Linked DNA regions of Mus musculus: regions 1 and 2 are each linked to region 3. The links are chromatin contacts, called in public HiChIP or PLAC-seq maps. All regions are on one chromosome and are shown on one strand. Each heading gives the region's core, a stretch centred on a gene start, on an enhancer-like site or on the middle of the called end of the contact. The rest is flanking DNA. Distances are from core to core; before and after follow the strand shown.

Region 1 (3,018 bases), core at 87-2,586, 230 kb before region 3:
AAACAGTCAGGTGGTTTGGTCCCAGTCTGTTGGGGAAGCGGCTCGAACTGTGACAGAAGCTCTTGGGAGGTGGAAGCAGGAAGATCGGAAGTCCTGGGCAATCCTGGCTACACAGCAAGTTCAAGCTCATCAGGACTGGATGGGATTCTTTCCCAAACCACAATGCTATTGGCACCTGAAACAAATCATTGAATCAGAAGTATTGTAATTGATCCGGGTGTGGTGGCGCACGCCTTTAATCCTAGCACTCAGGAGGCAGAGGCAGAGAGATCTCTGTGATTTCAAGACCAGCCTGGTCAACAGAGTGAGTTCCAAGACAGCCAGGGCTACACAGAGAAACCCCATCTTGGAAAAAAAAATAAAAAATAAGTTAGAATTAAAACTTCCCCTTTTTAAAATAGAATTAAAAAAAAAACAAAAAAAATAGAATAAAAGCTGCAAATGGCTCTTGATTATGTTTAATTTCACCTGGGAAATTTGGATTCCTTGGGCTTCTGGAACCCTAGAATTGCAGAAGATGATGGATTCACCCCTCTCCTAATATAGGTGACCCCTTCTTCAGAGGCCCCGACAGGAGGTGAGCCAGGCATGACAGGAAAAGCCTCAGAAACTGGGGTTCATAATCCCAGGAACCTGTCAGACTTGAGTAGTCCCAACACTAGGAAGTTCCTTACACTTAGTCCTCAAATCTAGATTCTTGCTTCCTGCCCAGGCCAGGAAGTTCTCCTTTCCCATCCCCACCCAACTCTTCTCACTCCCTGTCCACTGTCTACTTCCAATCCTTTTCTGGAATGAAGTGCTGTGCGTTATATATAAAATGTTAGATGTTAGGGGCCTGCAGAGATGACTCAGCAGTTAAGAGTGCTGACTGCTCTTTCCAGAGGACCCAAATCTGGTTCCCAGCACGAGCACGCACACGCGCGCACACACACACACACACACACACACACACACACACACACACACACGGTAGCTCACAACCACCTGGAACTTCACTCACAGAGGATCTGACACCCTCTTCTGAACTCCACAGGCACACACACGGTACATGTGCTTACATGCAGGCAAAACACCCATATACATAAAATAAATATCTCCAAATTGCCCAATTCTCCTCTCATAAGGCGTAAGAACCTAGCAGTCTCTCCCCAAATCTTCTATTAAATGCTTCAAATAAAGCTCGTCAGACCCAGGACTCCTGAGTTCTTTAAAGTGATTATTTGTGTCCGTGGGTTGATGGTCCTGTTTGATATCCTTGGGATGGGAACTCTGTAGCCCAGCCTTAATCTGCATGTGGCCTGGACTCTTGTTTACAGACTCTGACCTGGTGTTCTCTGACAAAGGACTTCACGGCCTTCTACTCTGGATGTCTGCAGGCTGCTCAGATCTGAGTTCTTACTCCAACAGTCAGCCCTTCATTCTGCTGTTTGGGCTGAAATGGTCATTTTTATTACCTCCCCCAGCCTTCCTGAATTGCCTCTAGGAATTCTAAAAAGAATGTCTGTTTTCTGTCTCCAAACTAGATAAGCGCCTGCGGTGATCTGAAGTAGTTAGCCTAAATTACTTAACGTTAACTGTGCCAAACACAGAACAAATATCTTCACTTTGAGGTACAATTTATCAGACCGGACCACATAAACTTTACACTTTTATAGTCAAAAATGACTGACAATCAGCATACTTTGTATGTTTCTGGTTTTGTTTTTGTCTTTTGAGACAAGACCTTACTAGCTTAGGCTAGTCTCAGTTACCCTGTTGTAGAGGCTGGTCTTGAACTCCTTATCCTCCTGTCTCTACCTCCCATGTCCTGGGATTACAGGCACATGCCACCATTTATAATTCATGCTAACCTGTTATAATCCACCTGTCTTGTCCTTAAAAGGGCACTCAGAACCCTCAGGGGACTCCAAAAGGACAGGATATACACCGAGAAGACCTTTGTTTTGAGTGGAAAGTTGAGTGTCTTTTTGGGCTGTGTAATGGCCGTGAAGCTGGTGAAAAATGGCTCCCAGATTCCTGGATGAGTTGGAGAGGCAGTGTGGAATAGCAGTTCCTCTTCAGCTTTGAGCCTGGTCTTTCTAGTGTGTGCACAGGCTCTCTCTTTAGAATGAAGTGACCTGAGGCATAAAGAGTAGTAAGAAGAGATGGTGAGATGTGACGGGTAGCTGAGACTCTTTGTAAACAATGACAGTCTGGGTCCTGCCATCCACACTGACTGGCTGCCGACCTTGACCTATATTTAAGTATATTGGAGGATTATCAGCGTTCATGTCTCTTACAGTAGAGTTGTCATTGTGCACGCCACGCTAGAAGCAGACTCTTAAAACTGATTATCCTCCTGCCTTGGTGCCTTTTCTGACCTCTGTTAGGCCAAGCCAGGTTTCAGCATGAGCCCCCATTGGGGCTGTCTGAGGAGCCAGGGTACTGTTTCTGGTTTTACCCTAAAGATTTTCAGTATTATGCCATTCAGGACACTCTTCCCTGCCTCTGTTTCTGGTCTCTGAGAAGTCCTTCCCTTTGTCTACAAGATGAAGAAAGGGCTTTGACCTAATACAGTTTCTCCAAGGCCTGGAGTCCAAGCCCTTGTGTTCTATATAAGATCACAGGGGTGGTAGCTACACATGGGATGTATGAGCCAGAGCACACAGCTAAGTAGGCCTAGGTGTCCTAACTAAGGATTTCCCAACTACCCTAGCTTCATGAGCTCCAGCATGTTGTGCCCACATCAGGAGGCACAGAGCTGTGCTTCCTTGGCAACCCCCATGGAGATCAAGAGGCTTCCCTCATCCTGTCTACTACTGAGGTTTATACCTACCCACGAGACTTGCCTTCTGCCTCGGGCCGATTCCGTAAGTCCCTGCTGCCCCCAATATAAATCTACGGTAGATGCATGGCGATGGTGATGCTGTCTAGAGGGGAAGTAGCAAGGAGATGAGGGTATGATGTGTGCGGCCTCCCCAGACAGCTGGTGAGCTCAGCATGGCACTGAATACCAGGGATTGGGTCCTGGAGAAGAAA
Region 2 (3,032 bases), core at 184-2,683, 200 kb before region 3:
AAAATGTAGATGGAGCCATGGATTAGGTTCCTGTGTGTGTGTGTGTGTGTGTGTGTGTGTGTGTGTGTGTGTGTGTGTGTGTTGTCTTTTATACACATCTTCTGAAGTGCTCTCAAGTCAAAATAAAAATCAATGGGACACTGAGACTGTCCCTTGGCAGGGTGTGGAGATGGATTTTATTTGGGCAACTGGGGCCCTGTCTGAAAGAGTAACATAAATATCAAAAGTTTTGTTGCTCCCTTTCATTGGGCCCCTAACACACTGTGTGAACTCTGGGTCCTATTAAAGGAGTCTTTCCAAAAGGCCTTGCTAAGTATTATGGGAAACCACAAAGAGAATACAGCCAAAGTGCACAGGGCCAGATATGGCTGTGTGGAGTTCCAGTTTGGGTACCTTGCTTGAAGCTGCTTTATTTCAGTAGCTCGGATAGACTGGGCACAGTGTCACACCACAGTCCTAACGCTGGGACTGAAGCCAGGAGGTCAAGGCCAGCCTGGGCAGCACAGGGAGGGAAGGGGACAAGGTACTCACATGGAAGCCTTTACTCTGCAGACCCTGAGCATCTGTGCTCTCTGGCCACAAAGGGCCATGGTGGCACCTTTACTTTATGACCTCTGTCCCTGTGGAACTGTCAACCTGTGACCTGAAGCTTCATCTTAGGTAGCTTACCACTGGGATCTAAATTAAAAACAGCAGACTCCCATTCCCTGCCTCTTCCCTTGGCCATTCCCACTCATCCTGAGCACCCACCCATCCCACTCACCCAAAGGCGGGGATCAGCTTCTGTCCTGAGGTCTCGCCATCCACAGCTCCTGCCTCTCCCAGGACCCACCACCTCCACAGTTATGGCCCCCATCTCAGGTGTGTCTAGGGACCCCTCTTTGGATACATTGTAGATCTGATTGTGGGCCGTTGTTCTAAGTCAGTTCAGGGATAGGCCTAGAGACATGGCTGAGCAGTTAAGTCCAAGAAGTCTTGGGTTTGATGTGCAGCACCCACTTGTCAGCTCACAACTGTCTGGGAACTTCAGTTCTAGGGTATCTGACTCCCTCTTTTGGTCTCCATGGGAACTGCATGCATGCAGTACAAAGACATGCACACAAGTGAAAACACCCATACACATAAATAGTAACAACAAAGGTTAAAAAAAAGAAAAGCCAGCAACAACCCTGCTTGTTCATTTGTGTTCTGTCAGAGTCAGAAGCCTCAGCAACCCTTGTAAGGTTTGTTTCAAGCTTTCTAATTTTTAATCTCCCAGTTCCTTGTGATTTGGTTTAGAAATTCTGTCCCTTCAGCCTAACAAATAGTGCTTCCATTTGAGAGCGTCAGCAGCCAGCCATACTACACTGACTCCCTCTCTCCTCACACAGCTAGTGATCCGGCTCAGTCCCAGGGAGGTGGTCAGGTCTAAATTTAACTCTGACCCTTCTGCCAGCGAGGCAAGCCAGAGCTTTGAGAGCAAAACCAGAGCTGGGCTGTTCCCAGGGAGTGTGTATGTGTGGGAGAGGGGAGGGGGAAGGGAGGGGGATGGGCCTTTCCAAGAGCCTAAGCTGCCCTGGGAGAAGATGAGGAGGCAGTGGGGGGCGGGGCGGGACCACAGGTATCACTGTTGGCCTTTATCCTAGCTTGTCTGAGTCGCTCAGAGAAAGTCCCTCACACTCTCCGGCCCTCCCAGATTCCTCCCATTGTAAAATGTCCATGACATAACTCAGTGGCTTGTAATTGCCATGGCTACTTGCCAAACATTATGCTACAATTATGTGTTCACCTTTGTCTCCTAATCCAAAGACAACCGGTCACAGGTTAGAGAGATACACAACCTGCTCATTGTGCTATGTTGATAGCTTGCCACCACCGGCTCCAGGCTTGAGTCGGTTGGCATCTTCTTCTGTATCCGTGGGTGCATATGGCAGAGACGGGGCGGGACCAGTGTCTGAAGTCCTGGTTGTAGAATGGCTGTGTCAAGACGGGCACTAGGAGCAGAGCACTGAAGGCAGTTTAGCCCCATGTGTAAGTACGGTCCGTCGCATTCAGCACTCTGTGCCGTAGAATGCGTCTGTGTGATGCTTCTGGCCTTGGGTCAGGTTATGATTCAATGGGATCATCTCTGTGTTTCTATCTGATCTCTGACAGATGCTTAGCAAGCAGTCCTATGAGTTCCTGTGTCTTTACAAAGTGCCTTCACTGGAAGTTAAGAGGCAAAAAAGAGCCCAAAGCTTTTGTGGGGAAATGCCTGGTTAGTATCACAAGTGGACTTGACTGGGAGGGAGTGTAGGCCAGCCAGCTATCTGGGGCTTAGCTGTCTCTTCTCTTCTCTCTCTCTCTCTCTCTCTCTCTCTCTCTCTCTCTCTCTCTCTCTCCCTCCCTCCCTCCCTCTCTCCCTCTCTCTCTCCCTCCCTCCCTCCCTCTCTCCCTCTCTCTCTTCCTCTCTCTCTTCCTCTCCCTCTCCCTCTCCCCCCCTCGCTCTCTCGCTCTCAGTAAACGATCTAATCATGAGCAGTTCTTTTAGCGCTGAGTTTCTCGCTGGCATCAGTGCTCCCTAAGTGTGCCAGCTCTGTCTGGTAACCTGACTTCCATAGGCCAGTTCCTTCCACAGTCTGCTCTAGAGAACATAGGTGGTTGTGAGGATTTAGGTGAAAACACAGAGTTCCTGGCTCCCGAGCTCAGAGGATGCAGGCAGACTCTAGCTCGAGGGCTGTAACGTTCTCCCCAGCGCCAGGTGTTTTTTGTCCTTACAAGGCCTTCATTCCGAACGAGCTCCTAAGTGGGATGGGGTGGACAAGTGAGCACTGCTTTCAAGGAGACAGATGTGGGACATGGGCCTCCTGTCTGGGCCTTTTGCCTGATCTTTGGGCTGTAGGAGCCTCTCCACTATTGATCTGCAGATCTTGGGCTGAGTTTAGGTGCTGGTTCTCCTAAGAGTGGTCTCCTCTCAAACCCTGGAGGCCAATGTGGTGGATTCTTTTTTTTTTTTTTTAACTTTCCTTCTTTTTTCTTTTCATATGTTTGTATGTGTTGTCTATGTGTGCGTG
Region 3 (2,979 bases), core at 82-2,581:
TACATTGTAAATAAATAAATCTTTTAAAAAGTCACTCTAGACCTTGGTGGTGAGAACTCACAACATTTATGGTGAAAGAATCCTCAGCTGAGAAATGAACAGGAAAACATGGAAGGTTCCTGACAACAGCAAAGATTAAAACTGCTCTGTGGGAAGCCAGGACACCAGGGCCATATGGTCCTTGATGGAAACCAGCCTCCAATGAAGATGAGCTAATGAAAACATTTCACACCACGTGAGAGGCTGAGAGCCGGGAGGAATGTCAGCAAACCTCACACTCAAGAACAGAATGCTCTGAGACTCCCTAAGACGAGGATTTTGGAAACAGTCAAAAAGAGGAAGGAACGACAGCCAAAAGCCAGAAGGGAAATTACTAGAAAATTAAAAACAAAAAAACAAAAACTAAAAGTTTTCAACAACAACAACAACAAAAATAGTATCTAAAACACAAGGGTTTGAGAAAAGAACCAAGTAACAATTGTAGATAGGAAAGTCACAGAGGTCCAAACTGTTTCAGTATACAGATTAAACGAAAGAACAAAATTGTAACCTGGAAGCAGTGTAGCTGGGGCAGAGGGTGGGGGGCTGCATGAGGGAAAATAAGAAACATGAAATTTAGATATGAGAATCTCCAATTGCCACCCACTAGTGGATGAACAGGGAGACAGCAGGAGAGATTAAACAATCACACAGATATTGCTAGAACCTCCCAGACTCAGATGCCGCAGCCAATCAAGCCCTAAGCAATGTGAACCAGGGTACCCGCCCAGACGCAGTCAATAGCATGAGACAGAGCACTCAGAGGAGAGGAGAATTAGATAAACAGAGCATGTCACTTCAGCCGCAGAGGTGTCATAGGCAGTAGAAATGACACCTTCGAGGGGGCAAAGGAACACTGTGGCTTCCTGGGAAAACATACTCAAAGGGTAAAAATGTATAAATAGCAATGGAGATGATTTTACATGAATTATCTCCATGACAGCTCAATCAAAGAAAAAGTCCCACAACGGGCAATAGAAAATATGTCAGTGAGTACTGGGGCTTCCTAGAGATGCTCTGTGATCAATCTGATCTGTCTTCAATCTGATGCTTACATTACTTTTTTTCCCCAGAGCAAGCCTGGTACTTCTTCAGACTTAATGTTTCTGGTGTATTCTATCCTGAGTGGAGAAAAGCCTAGAAATTCTGGCTATTTGTGGGTAATCGGGGTTTTTTTGTTTTGTTTTGTTTTGATTTCTTTTTTAAGATGTCAGTAACTAACTCATGGGTCTTTTAAAACAGGAAAGCAAACACTGTGTGTGTTGTCCCAGGCGGGACAGCTAGATTACATGCCCTGGCTTGTGCTGTCCCTCCCAACTTGCAAAGGGGACTCTCTAGGGAGACTTGGGACCCCAGGATGGGAAGCCTGCTCCCCAAAGCTGAAGTGTCCATCCTGTACTTCCTGGATTACAAAAGAGAGATTTCCATGGCTTAGATTTGAAGTTTCCTTCCTCACACTCTTTCTTCGCTGATTTCCTGTCTTAGGAACAGCTTTTCAGAGAGCTCTGTGCTCTCTGTCAAGAACAGCACTGTCTGCCACTGTTTCTGCCTGAGGGCTTCAAGTAGGAAGTCTGAATAGCTATGAGCAATACCCTTGACTATTTGGATGCTAAACACCCAAACTGGGCCTTGATCCTCTGCCAGCCCCCAGCCCAGCATCTGGGTGAGTGCAGACACACCCTGTCTGACTAGAGTCGGAGCCCAATCAGGGCAGGGACAGAAAGAAACAGATGGGATTACTGTTCAGATAAATCCAAAATCTGTTTTGATTAAGATGCTGTTGCGCCCAGTAAGTAGCAAAGCACCAACAATAAAACACTTGGCCTGAGGCCAGCGGAAAGTGGCCTTGGAGAGGGAGAACTACTGGTCACAACCTAGTTTATTTAGCTAGCCCTACCTGTGGCTAGAAGCTACACGCAGCAAATGACAAAATGTGGCTCTTTATGCTTAAGGAACTTTGAATACATCTGTATTTAAAACTGTTTACCTTATTGGGTTTTCTTCTTCTTCTTTGGTTTGTTTGCTTGTTTGTTTGTTTGTTTGTTTGTTTGAGATAGGGTTTCTCTGGTAGCTCTGGCTGTCCTGCAAGCAGCTCCCTTTATAGACCAGGCTGGCCTCAAAATCCTGCAACACTTTATTGACTAGGCTGGCTTCAAAATCTGCCTGCCTCTGCCAGGATTAAAGGCGTATGATATGTGCAACCATTGCCTGGCTTATCTTACTGTTTTGTTTTGTTTTTTTTCTTCAATCTTTATGTTGGTTTCTGACCCCCGAGGAGGATCTAGGTCAACATGGAAGAATGAAACTAACAAGACCGGGTAAACTCAGAACACAGGCTGCCTGGATATCACCACCTCTCCCAACAACAAGCCTAGCCTGGAGCTGGGAGATGTTTGGGCCCCAAAGTATGGAGAGAAATAGGCCTGGGGTCTTTAAAAAGAACACCCACCCACCTCCGTGGCAGCAGGAGACTAAGAATCAAAACTGATATCCAAACACCGAAGAAGCCTGGATCCCTGAGGAGAGGTGCCAAGAGTAGACACAATTCTGCCCTCCTCAGATTTTGTACAAATGAGGCAGCTTTGTAGATATTTAGCTGTAGATATTTGGGGACTTCTTACTGCAGACTCTTCTTACTATAAACTCTGACTTGCTGGGCTTGCGGGAGCTTGGGAGTGCCCAGTCATTTAACCTCAGATAAAGTATCTTGGATGGGGGGGAAATGTCATTATGTTAGAGTTAGAATACAGACTCTAGTCTACCCCTTGCTATCTATATAAAGGAATTTATTCTCTGAAGGCCTCACCTTCTGTAAACATGGCTTAGAAGCCATAGGGACCCGAGGAGGAATGTTAACGAGATAATCTCAATAAAGTGCCTATTTGTTAACAGTGTGAATGGTATTTGACGCTTAGCAAAAACTAAAATCTTAGCTGTTCT

What was found. HiChIP or PLAC-seq counts read pairs in DNA pulled down with a chosen protein or histone mark.
Region 1: an H3K27ac HiChIP or PLAC-seq map of trophoblast stem cells shows a contact between it and region 3, with 4 times the contacts expected there. The contact joins two enhancer-like sites. A contact is called at or near these places in 2 of 484 Hi-C or Micro-C datasets (the HL-1 cell line and embryonic fibroblasts), 3 of 115 datasets of contacts at active chromatin or transcription factors (extraembryonic endoderm stem cells, pancreatic cancer cells and trophoblast stem cells) and 2 of 9 other capture datasets (adipose tissue and pancreatic islet).
Region 2: a contact with region 3 is called in an H3K27ac HiChIP or PLAC-seq map of extraembryonic endoderm stem cells. The contact joins two enhancer-like sites. A contact is called at or near these places in 1 of 484 Hi-C or Micro-C datasets (embryonic fibroblasts), 1 of 115 datasets of contacts at active chromatin or transcription factors (extraembryonic endoderm stem cells) and 2 of 9 other capture datasets (adipose tissue and pancreatic islet).

Annotation. Positions count from the first base shown.
Region 1 is chr16:34,106,444-34,109,461 of GRCm38.p6, reverse strand. The region is part of intron 34 of Kalrn (kalirin, RhoGEF kinase); the gene reads left to right. Among named protein-coding and RNA genes, the nearest start is that of Gm41448, 12 kb to the left of the region's middle. Within about 2 kb of position 1,336, at least 12 of the 459 cell types and tissues checked have an H3K27ac peak or open chromatin away from gene starts, as enhancers often do. A contact at or near this core is called in trophoblast stem cells, where this site is marked.
Region 2 is chr16:34,080,717-34,083,748 of GRCm38.p6, reverse strand. All of the region lies in intron 34 of Kalrn (kalirin, RhoGEF kinase), which reads left to right. Among named protein-coding and RNA genes, the nearest start is that of Gm41448, 38 kb to the left of the region's middle. Within about 2 kb of position 1,433, at least 69 of the 459 cell types and tissues checked have an H3K27ac peak or open chromatin away from gene starts, as enhancers often do. A contact at or near this core is called in extraembryonic endoderm stem cells, where this site is marked.
Region 3 is chr16:33,876,978-33,879,956 of GRCm38.p6, reverse strand. All of the region lies in intron 4 of Itgb5 (integrin beta 5), which reads right to left. Among named protein-coding and RNA genes, the nearest start is that of Itgb5, 49 kb to the right of the region's middle. Within about 2 kb of position 1,331, at least 121 of the 459 cell types and tissues checked have an H3K27ac peak or open chromatin away from gene starts, as enhancers often do. A contact at or near this core is called in extraembryonic endoderm stem cells and trophoblast stem cells, where this site is marked.